2 separate regions of the Mus musculus genome follow, and region 1 is linked to region 2. The links are chromatin contacts, called in public HiChIP or PLAC-seq maps. All regions are on one chromosome and are shown on one strand. Each heading gives the region's core, a stretch centred on a gene start, on an enhancer-like site or on the middle of the called end of the contact. The rest is flanking DNA. Distances are from core to core; before and after follow the strand shown.

Evidence for each region. HiChIP or PLAC-seq counts read pairs in DNA pulled down with a chosen protein or histone mark.
Region 1: an H3K4me3 HiChIP or PLAC-seq map of neural tube shows a contact between it and region 2, with 4 times the contacts expected there. The contact joins two enhancer-like sites. A contact is called at or near these places in 7 of 484 Hi-C or Micro-C datasets (the HL-1 cell line, the N1E-115 cell line, cerebellar granule neurons and 4 more), 12 of 115 datasets of contacts at active chromatin or transcription factors (SST interneurons, cardiomyocytes, embryonic basal ganglia and 9 more) and 2 of 9 other capture datasets (adipose tissue and pancreatic islet).

The regions. Positions count from the first base shown.
Region 1 is chr16:90,702,202-90,707,150 of GRCm38.p6, forward strand. No RefSeq gene overlaps it. Among named protein-coding and RNA genes, the nearest start is that of Gm46569, 7.3 kb to the right of the region's middle. Within about 2 kb of position 1,695, at least 12 of the 459 cell types and tissues checked have an H3K27ac peak or open chromatin away from gene starts, as enhancers often do. A contact at or near this core is called in muscle stem cells and neural tube, where this site is marked.
Region 2 is chr16:90,416,736-90,421,134 of GRCm38.p6, forward strand. The region is part of intron 1 of Hunk (hormonally upregulated Neu-associated kinase); the gene reads left to right. Among named protein-coding and RNA genes, the nearest start is that of Hunk, 33 kb to the left of the region's middle. Within about 2 kb of position 2,121, at least 30 of the 459 cell types and tissues checked have an H3K27ac peak or open chromatin away from gene starts, as enhancers often do. A contact at or near this core is called in muscle stem cells and neural tube, where this site is marked.

The DNA.
Region 1 (4,949 bases), core at 445-2,944, 290 kb after region 2:
TTTTTTGAGCCATTGGCCACTCGAATCTGACTCAGGGGGAAATAAGCGAGCTCTCCTTGGCTTTGACGTGTGCGAGCTATTGCATCAACAGTTCCCAACACACTACACAGGGACAAACTAGAAGGGTCCCCTTCCATCTACCCACAGCAATGGAAGGAACCATACTCCACCTGGTTATCAGGCAGGAGATCTGCTCCCAATGTCTGGCTTCCGTACCATTCAGCCTCAAGCACACAGATTTGGAGAACAAACCACATTCCAACCATAGCCGTCACCCCTCTCCCATCTGTTAGGATGAGCGACTGTGCCAGCATATCTTGCCTCTTGTCCCCTCTTTGAGGTCCAACTGGACCTAGATCTGGGACCATGCTGTTTGAATTGGTATCCCTCCAAACACGTTATACCCACTTCTATCTTCTTCTACGGTTCTGTTAACTCCTTACTGGGCCCCTGAGGCATGGTCTTCCTCTCTTTGGTTCTACCATTCATTTGGCATAAGACTTTGGCCAGGGTAAGAAAATGTGAATAATTCAGTCACAAAAAAAGACATTCAAAGTATATAGTAAAAGTTTCAAGACCCATCCATGTGGGCTGGCGAGCTGGTTCAGTGGGTAAAGGTGCCTGCTGCCAAGCTTAACAACCTGAGTTCAACTCCTGGAATGCACATGGTGGAAGAAGACAACTGACCCCAGCTAGCTGTCCTGTGATCTCTACCTGGGTGCCATTGCATGTGTGTGTGAGCATGTGGCTCTTGTTCCAACTCCATCACTGGGTACAGGTCTACAGAATTCCAAAGGCAGCAGCCATGCCAGCCAAGGCTGGTGGCTGGATTGTCAGGAAGTGCCTTTCTCTGAGCCTTTCCAGGATTTGGGGGTTCTAGTCTATATCGTGGCAAGAGGGTTGGAGGTAGTATCTCATGTGTAACATGAGGTGAGCAGACACCACCTTCCAAAGGTCCCAAGACCTCTCCAAATAGCACCCCAGCGAGGGGACCAAGTATTGGCACACATGAGACCATGGGGGATGTTTCTAATCCAGACCTCCACAAGGACATGCTGGGAAGATGGCTAAGCCTGCAAAGACAGATGAGTTCCCTTTAGCCTCAGACTTAAAGCCTCTAGGACTTCAAGCAAACACGTGGCTGTTACCCAAGTCACATGGTCCATGACGTTTTCCTATGGCAGCCTAGCAGATGACGACAGCCAGCCACTTACCAGCTTGCTGTGCTTTTAGATGAGGCACCTGCCATGGGGCCAAAGGGGACCAACAGGGTGCTGCTAGCCTGAGTTCCCAGGGTGATGGCCCTGGAGTTCGTACTGAGGCTCTCTCCTCTCTCGACACTAGCCTCGGTGCTAGCCTTGTGCTGAGCTAAGAACCAGGCAGGCTGGGGTGCTCAGTGATGCTCTCTTAAATGTAACTGAGGATGAGGGCACACGTTCCATTTATAGCCAAATGCCAATGGGTTTGCTGCTTGTTCAAACCACTGGGACTTGAAGAGGGATGAAAGCAATGTCAGAAACACTTCATCTTGCTCCTTTTATGTCCAGTCCTAACAAGGCTAGAGATCTAAACCCAGTCTCTGCATAGAGCCCTTTGCTTCACTCTGTGTGCCCTTTAAGACATGGTTCTGACCCCAGCAAATTCCCAAGCCCTCTCTAACTCTTCCCATCTGTGTGATGTTTATTTAACCTTTGACTGGCAGCTGCTTCCACCTCGGAGTTTTGCAGTTCTCTAGAAAGAGAGGTCTGGGCTCTGGATGGCTCTCTCCCTCTCTAGTTTCTCTTACAGTCAAAGCATGTAGATCTTCCTTTGTTGGGAGCAGTCCCAGAGAATAGGAGGTTACAGGCATCAAGAAACTAGGAAAATAACAGAAAGAAAACAGTGGGCAGTGAATTTCAGTCTTCTTTAAACTAAGAAAGCTACCTTTTCTGCCTTGCTTTGGAGTGACCCCAAAGGAAACCCAAGATCACTTGCATCACTGTCGTTAAGACTCCCTGACTGACCAAGACTCCGAGGTTCACTGCAGACTCCAACCCTACCCTTGAGACACTGGACCTCCCATCTCTCTCATCCCTGATGGGGTCTCACTCACAGAGGCCTTCCTGTGACCCGGGGGTGGCTGCCTCTGTCTCCTCCAGCTTCCTCGGAGCTTCTGGGAGGAGCATCATGTCTAGATTGATGGGACAGATGTTGAACAAGTCTGGCTTCTCTCCCACTTGGCCTGACAGAGTACTGGGTGTCCTCCCTCCTCTTACCATAGTCTCAGGGCAAGAATCAAGAGTCCTGGGAGCAGCAGGGAAGGAGAAGGAAGGTCGGAAAGAAATGCCCGAGGACTGTCGTCATTTACCCCGCTGGGAGATGTCGATTCAGAGAATCACTGAGGGTGCTACATGGCCGGTTCAGCTCCGCCCTCCTTTCCTGCTCTCTCTGTATCCACATCATCCTTCTCTCCCACCCTCCCTCCCCTCATGATCATTAATCTTTGATGAGTCACTAGCTCTTCCCCATAAGAAACTGACATGGGCCCCTCCCCCGCCTGCCACCCAAAGCCCCGAAAGCTGGAGTTCAGGAAGTTCCAATCAGAACCCTGACCTCTACCCCTCCACACCCACAAATGGGATGTCTATCTCTCATCAGACCAGTCACACTGGAGAACAAACTGAACACCCCTCTCTTTATGACTTGCCACCTAACACAACGAAGCCAAGGCAAGAGGCTGCTATCACTGGTGTCTCTCCAGGTTCTCCTTACTGAAGGACAGACTGCTTTCACTGCCCACCCCCCTCTAGGCAGATGCTAGAAGCCTTTTTTGAGCCCTTGATCAGTGCTAGCAGGTGACTCCTAATCCCAATCCTTTCTCCAGGCTGTCACCAACATGGTTCCAAACTTAGTGGAAGCGCTTCGTTCGGTACAGATTCATGGTGAGCATCACGGCAAACTTAGAATCACTCAAGATCTTTGAATGACCGTGAGGCAGCCGTCCCCAGTGAAGGAACGGCTCCCTGACCTTCTCTGCTCCAGCAGAATAGTCTTGTTTCTGCCCCATCAAACGCCAACTGTCTTAGTTAGGGTTTTACTGCTGTGAGCAGACACCATGACCAAGGCAAGTCTTATAAAGGACATTTAATTGGGGCTGGCTTACAGGTTCAGAGGTTCAGTCCATTATCATCAAGGCAGGAGCAGGGCAGCATCCGGGCTAATATGGTGCAGGAGGAGCTGAGAGTTCAACAGCTTCACCTGAAGGCAGCTAGTGGAAGAGTCACTTCCGGGCAGCTAGGACTTGGATACTAGACCCACGCCCACATTAACACACCAACTCCAACAAGGCCACACCTCCTAATAGTGCCACTCCCTAGCCCAAGCATACACAAACCATCATACCAGCTCACCCTGGCCTGACAGATGCCTTCCTTCTCTCAACAGGGCTCCTCTCACCCAGAGCACGGCCTTGCAGATCATTCCCTCTCATCCTTTGTATGGTTTCTGGAGCTCTAACCCAGGTCACCAGACTCGCACAGCCAAAAGTGCCTCTACCCCCAGAACCATCTCCCTGGACTTTGAGCTCATTTTTTTTTTAACCTTGTCAGGAAAGTAAAATATATTCTCTTTATCTTTTAGAAAAGCTCAAAAATTCTTGTCTCTGTTAATTTGGATTTCTAGCTCCTTTTAACTCAAAATACTTTCCTACATGGATGGGAAGAGATACCATTTGACTTTGAGGCCTTAAGAACTGTGAAAGTCCTACAAGCTTTCCTGCTGGCAAGCCGGTAGTGTCAGATCTCCCATGGCTTACCGGTATAGTTCATGGCTTCCTCTCTCTGGACTCAACAATGGCTATTTCTGTACTTGGTGAGGGTAACCTCTACTCAGGCTGATCTCTTCTGTGCTCAGCAGAACTAAAAAAGAGGGTTCCTCAGAACCTATCCCAATGTGTGCATACTGAGGCACTCACTCCCAGGGGCACCATAGAGATGGTGCCCCAGCATGTCCTAGCACTCAAATCAGACACTGATAGCTCATGAGGGGCATTGGAAGGAAGCAAAACATCAGCCCCCTTTATATGTGGTCTATGGTATTTCCTCCATGATTTTCTCATTGCACTGAGAAGGCACAGGTACTTGGAATAGAGGAAGTTCCAGCTATACAGCTGTCTCCTGGGGTTTAGTACAGGCTGCCTTCTTTCCCCTTCTTATCACCCCCTCCAGACCTCCCCCCGTGTAAGACGAGAATTCCCAGGATTCTTTACTGGAATATTTTCCCAGACTCCACTTCCAACAGCTGTTTTTATCTTGACAGCTAGCTGGCCTTTGTCTCTAGGGCTGGACAGCATCAGACCTGACACTCACTACAGTCTGAGGGCTGCCCTTAGCACAGACTCCTCCAGGGTCGTGGGGAGAGGGAAAAGAGCCAGCAGACCACCCATCACCACCATCATACAGCAAGCTCAATGGCACCCCCTCCAAGGGGACCTTTGCAAGCCACTTGCTCCCCTGACTTCCATTTGTGACCATCAGAAGACAGACAAGCTGTTTGATGAACCCCAAACCTTCCTAATAACATCTCCCCAGAAGTGCTCATTCAAGAACCTTGAATTCCCATGACTTACTGATTGGTTCAAACAAACAAATAAATAGAGAGTCTGTCTTTCATAGAATTGTTAACATCATTTTGAAAAGAAAATAACAAATCCTAATAGAAATAAGTTGCCTTATAACTGCTCTCTCTCTCTCTCTCTCTATTTCTCTCTCTCTCTCTCTCTCTCTCTCTCTCTCTCTCTCTCTCTCTCACACACACACACACACACACACACACACACCTTCAGTAATCAATCCAACAAACTGGCTTCATTTCTTCTAACTGTTGCAACGTGACAAGTAAGAAAACTTGGCAGGGAGTTTGGAGCCGTCGCTTAGGGTCCTGTCTGAAGGACAATTAGGAGCACGTGTCTC
Region 2 (4,399 bases), core at 871-3,370:
AATTGATGTTAGGCTGACTGGCCAGTGAGTATCAGATTCCTGTCTCAGCCTTTACTGACTGAGCTACACAGCTCCTCCTTTGTTTAACCCCCTCCTGGACTTTAAATGATAAAGACTAGAAAGTTAGTAACTTGTTGGCTCCTGTGATGGTTTGTATGTGCTCAGCCCAGGGAGTGGCACTATTAGAAGGTGTGGCTCTGTTGGAGTAGGTGTGTCACTGTGGGTGTGGGCTATAAGATCCTCATCCTAGTTGCCTGGAAGCCAGTATTCTTCTATCAGCCTTCAGGTGAAGATATAGAACTCTCATCTCCTCCTGCACCATGCCTGCCTGGATGCTGCCATGTTCCTGCCATGATGATAATGGACCAAACCTCTGAACCTGTAAGCCAGCCCCAATTAGATGTTGTCCTTATAAGAGTTGCCTTGGTCATGGTGTCTGCTCACAGCAGTAAAACCCTAACTAAGACATCTCCTAAATTTAGTTCAAAGCAGCTGAAAAGAGAGAACCCAGTGTGGTAAATACCCATAAAGACATGGTAACTTTCTTTTCAAAGATAAAGAGCAAAAGCTAAGGCACAAGAGTTATACTTATCGATAAAGAAGTTAACGACGGCATAGGAAGTACACTACAGTGCCCCAGCTGGAAGACGCATCCTGTGATTGGTTGGGCCGGGCTTACTCAGTAGCATCCTTTCTCCTAGGTTCTGGGCCTCTTGTCCTTCAGATCTTCCTTTCTTAGCATTAAAATATGTGAAAGTTATTGACTCCTTGAGCCCTCCAGTGCACATGTCAAAGCCCCGACTGACTCCCAGTACCTGGAAGATGGCTGTTTTTGCAAACAGAGTCTTTGAAGAGGAAAATGAGCTGCCATCCTCATTATGGCCTGTGGTCCAGTCTGAGTCTTGTTTTATGAGGAGTTTGGATTCTTTTAAGTGATGGCCTGGCAGTGGTAACTGAAGGTGGGCACGGAAGAGATGAGGGATGACCGGGTACCACATTCGAATGTTCTATAAAGAGTCTGTGCATGGTGAGGAGAGGCCAGGGGCGAGGGCCAAGGAAGCTGCTCCTATGAAGGCTGAAGGGTCCAGGAGAGTGAGCATCTTCCCTGGGAGTTAAGGACAGATACAGGAGGATCTACAAGCGAGGCTGGTTGAGATGGCTTAGTGGGTGAAGGTATTTGCTGCCACCTGATGACCTGAGTTGGATCCCCAGACCTACATCACAGATGGAGAGAATTGACCCTTACAAGTTGCCTTTTGACCTCCCCATGCCCGCTGTGGCTCTTCCAACCACACACATATGCATCCCTCAGAAGTAAATGTAGTTAAAAAAGAAAAAAAAAAAGAAAAGAAAAAGAAGAAGAAACTGAAAGGAAGTTTGAATAAAGGGATGGGCTTATGGAGGTGAGAGTGTCAACCATACTGTGAGAAGGGATTTTCTGCCAGCCACAGAGAAGCCTCCCAAGAAACTGCCCCTGTTAAGGCTTTGATCTCGAACTTCGGACCTTAAAAATTGTGAAGCCACAGATTTCTGTTATTGAGGCAGCCATTGTATTCAGGTAGCCTGAATGGATGGATGAATGAATGAGTGAACGAGTGAGTAAGTGAATGAATGAATATTCTGGGAGATGATGAGAGAGATTGGGCGAACAACTTGTGTTAAAAAGAAGAGGAAAAGAGACCTTAGTTTTAGGATCTCAGCCATCGGGCCTCCAAACAGCTCTGCCCTGTTCACAGAAGCATGCACACACAGACCTGCACACCCCCCCTCCCCCCCCCCCCCCCCCCCGCAGTCCCCCTCTTTCTGCTTATGGATTCTGTGTCCTTCCTGAGCTGTTATCCGCTTTTCTGTGAAGCTGAGCATTTAGTCTTCCGTGGAGAGGAAAGGAGGCCAGGAGGATTTATGAAGGCCTTGCAGGAACACAAATTCTGCTTTATTCAGACTGACATCATAATTGCACGGGGATAAATCAGAGCAGAGTCCGGGGAAGGGCCTTCTTTTCCGAGAGTCTGAGGAACGCGGCTCCGGGGCTGGTCTGACAGAAGGTGATTTAGGTGGGACTTAGGCAGCGAGGCTGAAGGAAGCCACCTGCAGCGAGCTGTAAGGAGCTTGAGTGAATGCAGAGTGAATGCAGACCCGGAGCCCTGCTGGAGCCCTGTGTGGACTTAATCCTTCCTCTCCCGGAGCTATCCTGTCTGTCACTCCCCTGGGTCCTTGTCATCTCTGCCTCCCAGTGTTGACTTCTGTGCCTGCCCAGAGCTGTGTGTCATTAATAGTTACTCAGTAGGAGCCTTGGATGATGGTCACCGTGTGCCAAGCACAGCGTGTAACACCTTGGTCAATCTTATTATCCCTGAGTCACTACAGGGAAGCTTCTTGTCTGGGATTTCTCAGTTCTGGGACCCTCAGCTTAGCTCTGAGGGCCAAGTAGGTTCAGCTGCACTTTGACTTTTTGGCTGAGTTCTGGGTCTCAGGCAGGCAGTATGCTTAGAGACCAATTAATTTGAACAAAGCTACGTGGCTAGAACTTCCTAACAGTTTGCTGTAGTTGCCTCTGACCGTCTGACCGTAATGGCTACCGCATACTAGAGATGAGCCAGGCATAAAAGATGTGTCGTTGAAGTGTGAAATATGTGTCAAAAGAGTTCCAAGGCTTTATATGACGAAGAGCTTGTATGATAGCTCATTAAGAACTCTGAATGCAGAGGCTGGAAGAAAATGGCTCATTGGTACCTGTTGCTCTTGCAGAGGACCCAGGTTTGGTTCGTCTTATCTACAGGGTAGGTTGAAACTATCTGTAACTCCAATTTCAAGGGACCTCACACCCTCTTCTGACCTTAGGCACCAGTCATGCATGTGGTACACACACACACACACACACACACACACACACACACACACCATCCCTGGAGTTCACTGACTCACTTACTGATGAGCTCTGGACCACTGAGAGATCCTACCTTAGAAAACAATGCAGATGGTCCCTGCTTAGGTGACCTCTGCTCTGTACACTCTCACTCACACCCATGCATGCATACTCTCGCTTCAAGTGTGCACTCCCCACACACAAGTGCACTCTCACACACACAAACGCAAACACATATAAAGTGTTGAAAGTGGTTCTGTTATATGTCACTCTTTTTAAAAACCCTGAAAAAAAAGAGCGAGAAAATGAGAGAAAGAGTTGCGAGGAGGGCGGGGTAGGATAAGGATATGAAGGCCAGCAAGGGGGTCCAGTCAGAAAGAAGTGCTGGCCACACCCGAGTTGGATCTCTGGCCTACATGAAAGTGGAAGAGGACTGGTTCCACAAAGTTGCCCTTTGCCCTTCACACGCAGGCTGTGACATCCTTCCCAATAATAATAATAATAATAATAATAATAATAATAATAATAATAATAATAATAATTATAGGGAATGAGCAAAATAAAGGAGTCCGTGTTTCACGATGACTATTATGCAAAAGCATTTGAAGAATGCAAACTTTATCTGAACAAAAGCGAGGGGGGCAAACAGCAATTGATAGACTGTAAGTTGTCAAAATAAGATGTGTTCCAAGAAAAATACAGCGGAGGGAGCAGGAAGCAGGGCTGGTACCCAATGATGGAGAATTTCAATGATCTTCTTAAGGGCTCGTATTTAGAGATGTCCTGTCATGGCACTTAGGGACAATGCTTCAGCCTCACCATGTGATGGATAGAAACAGAGAAGGCTCAGAGTGAGCGCTATGCTTGCAGCCTTGCAGGAGGCTAGCCCAGATGGAATGTTCTGGAGGCTAGCCCAGATGGAATGTCCTGAAAGAAGAAACTTGGTTGTGAGCAGGAGGAAGGAGGAAGGGATTCAGTCGCTGAAGCAGTAGATGATGACAACATAGAGTCTCAGAGAACCCAGGGGACTCTTCTAAGGGAGGTTTAGGCACAGTTACCATCGTAAGGATGGTGTGTAGGGAGTGTGGAGTGCAGAATGCCCACCTTGGGGTATCCTTGGGTTGCTGCTAATCTCAGTGAACGAGTTCGGTGGACTGGGAACTGTAGCTATACAGAGCCCACCCATTGCCCTTTGCCTTTGTTGGGTCTCTTTGCTTTCCACTCGTATAATCTAGGCTTCCCTTATGTAGCCATTGGTGTAGACTCTGGATCATATGGGGTCTGAGTCAGAAAAAAAAAGGGACAGAAATGAGGGCTGAGCAGCGAATGGGGATCGAGAACGCAATATTTTAGCTACGGCGTTTATGGATTTCCCTCAGAGGCCAAGTGTGGGGAATGCCCAGAGAGATTGCATGGCCTCCACAAAACGTGTATCAATAGTACTTCATCTTCCTGTCAGAGGCCCCAGTTTCCTGAGTCCTACTATGTGCACACTCAGGTTGACTTGGCAGTCTTTTATCATGGCTTACAAAG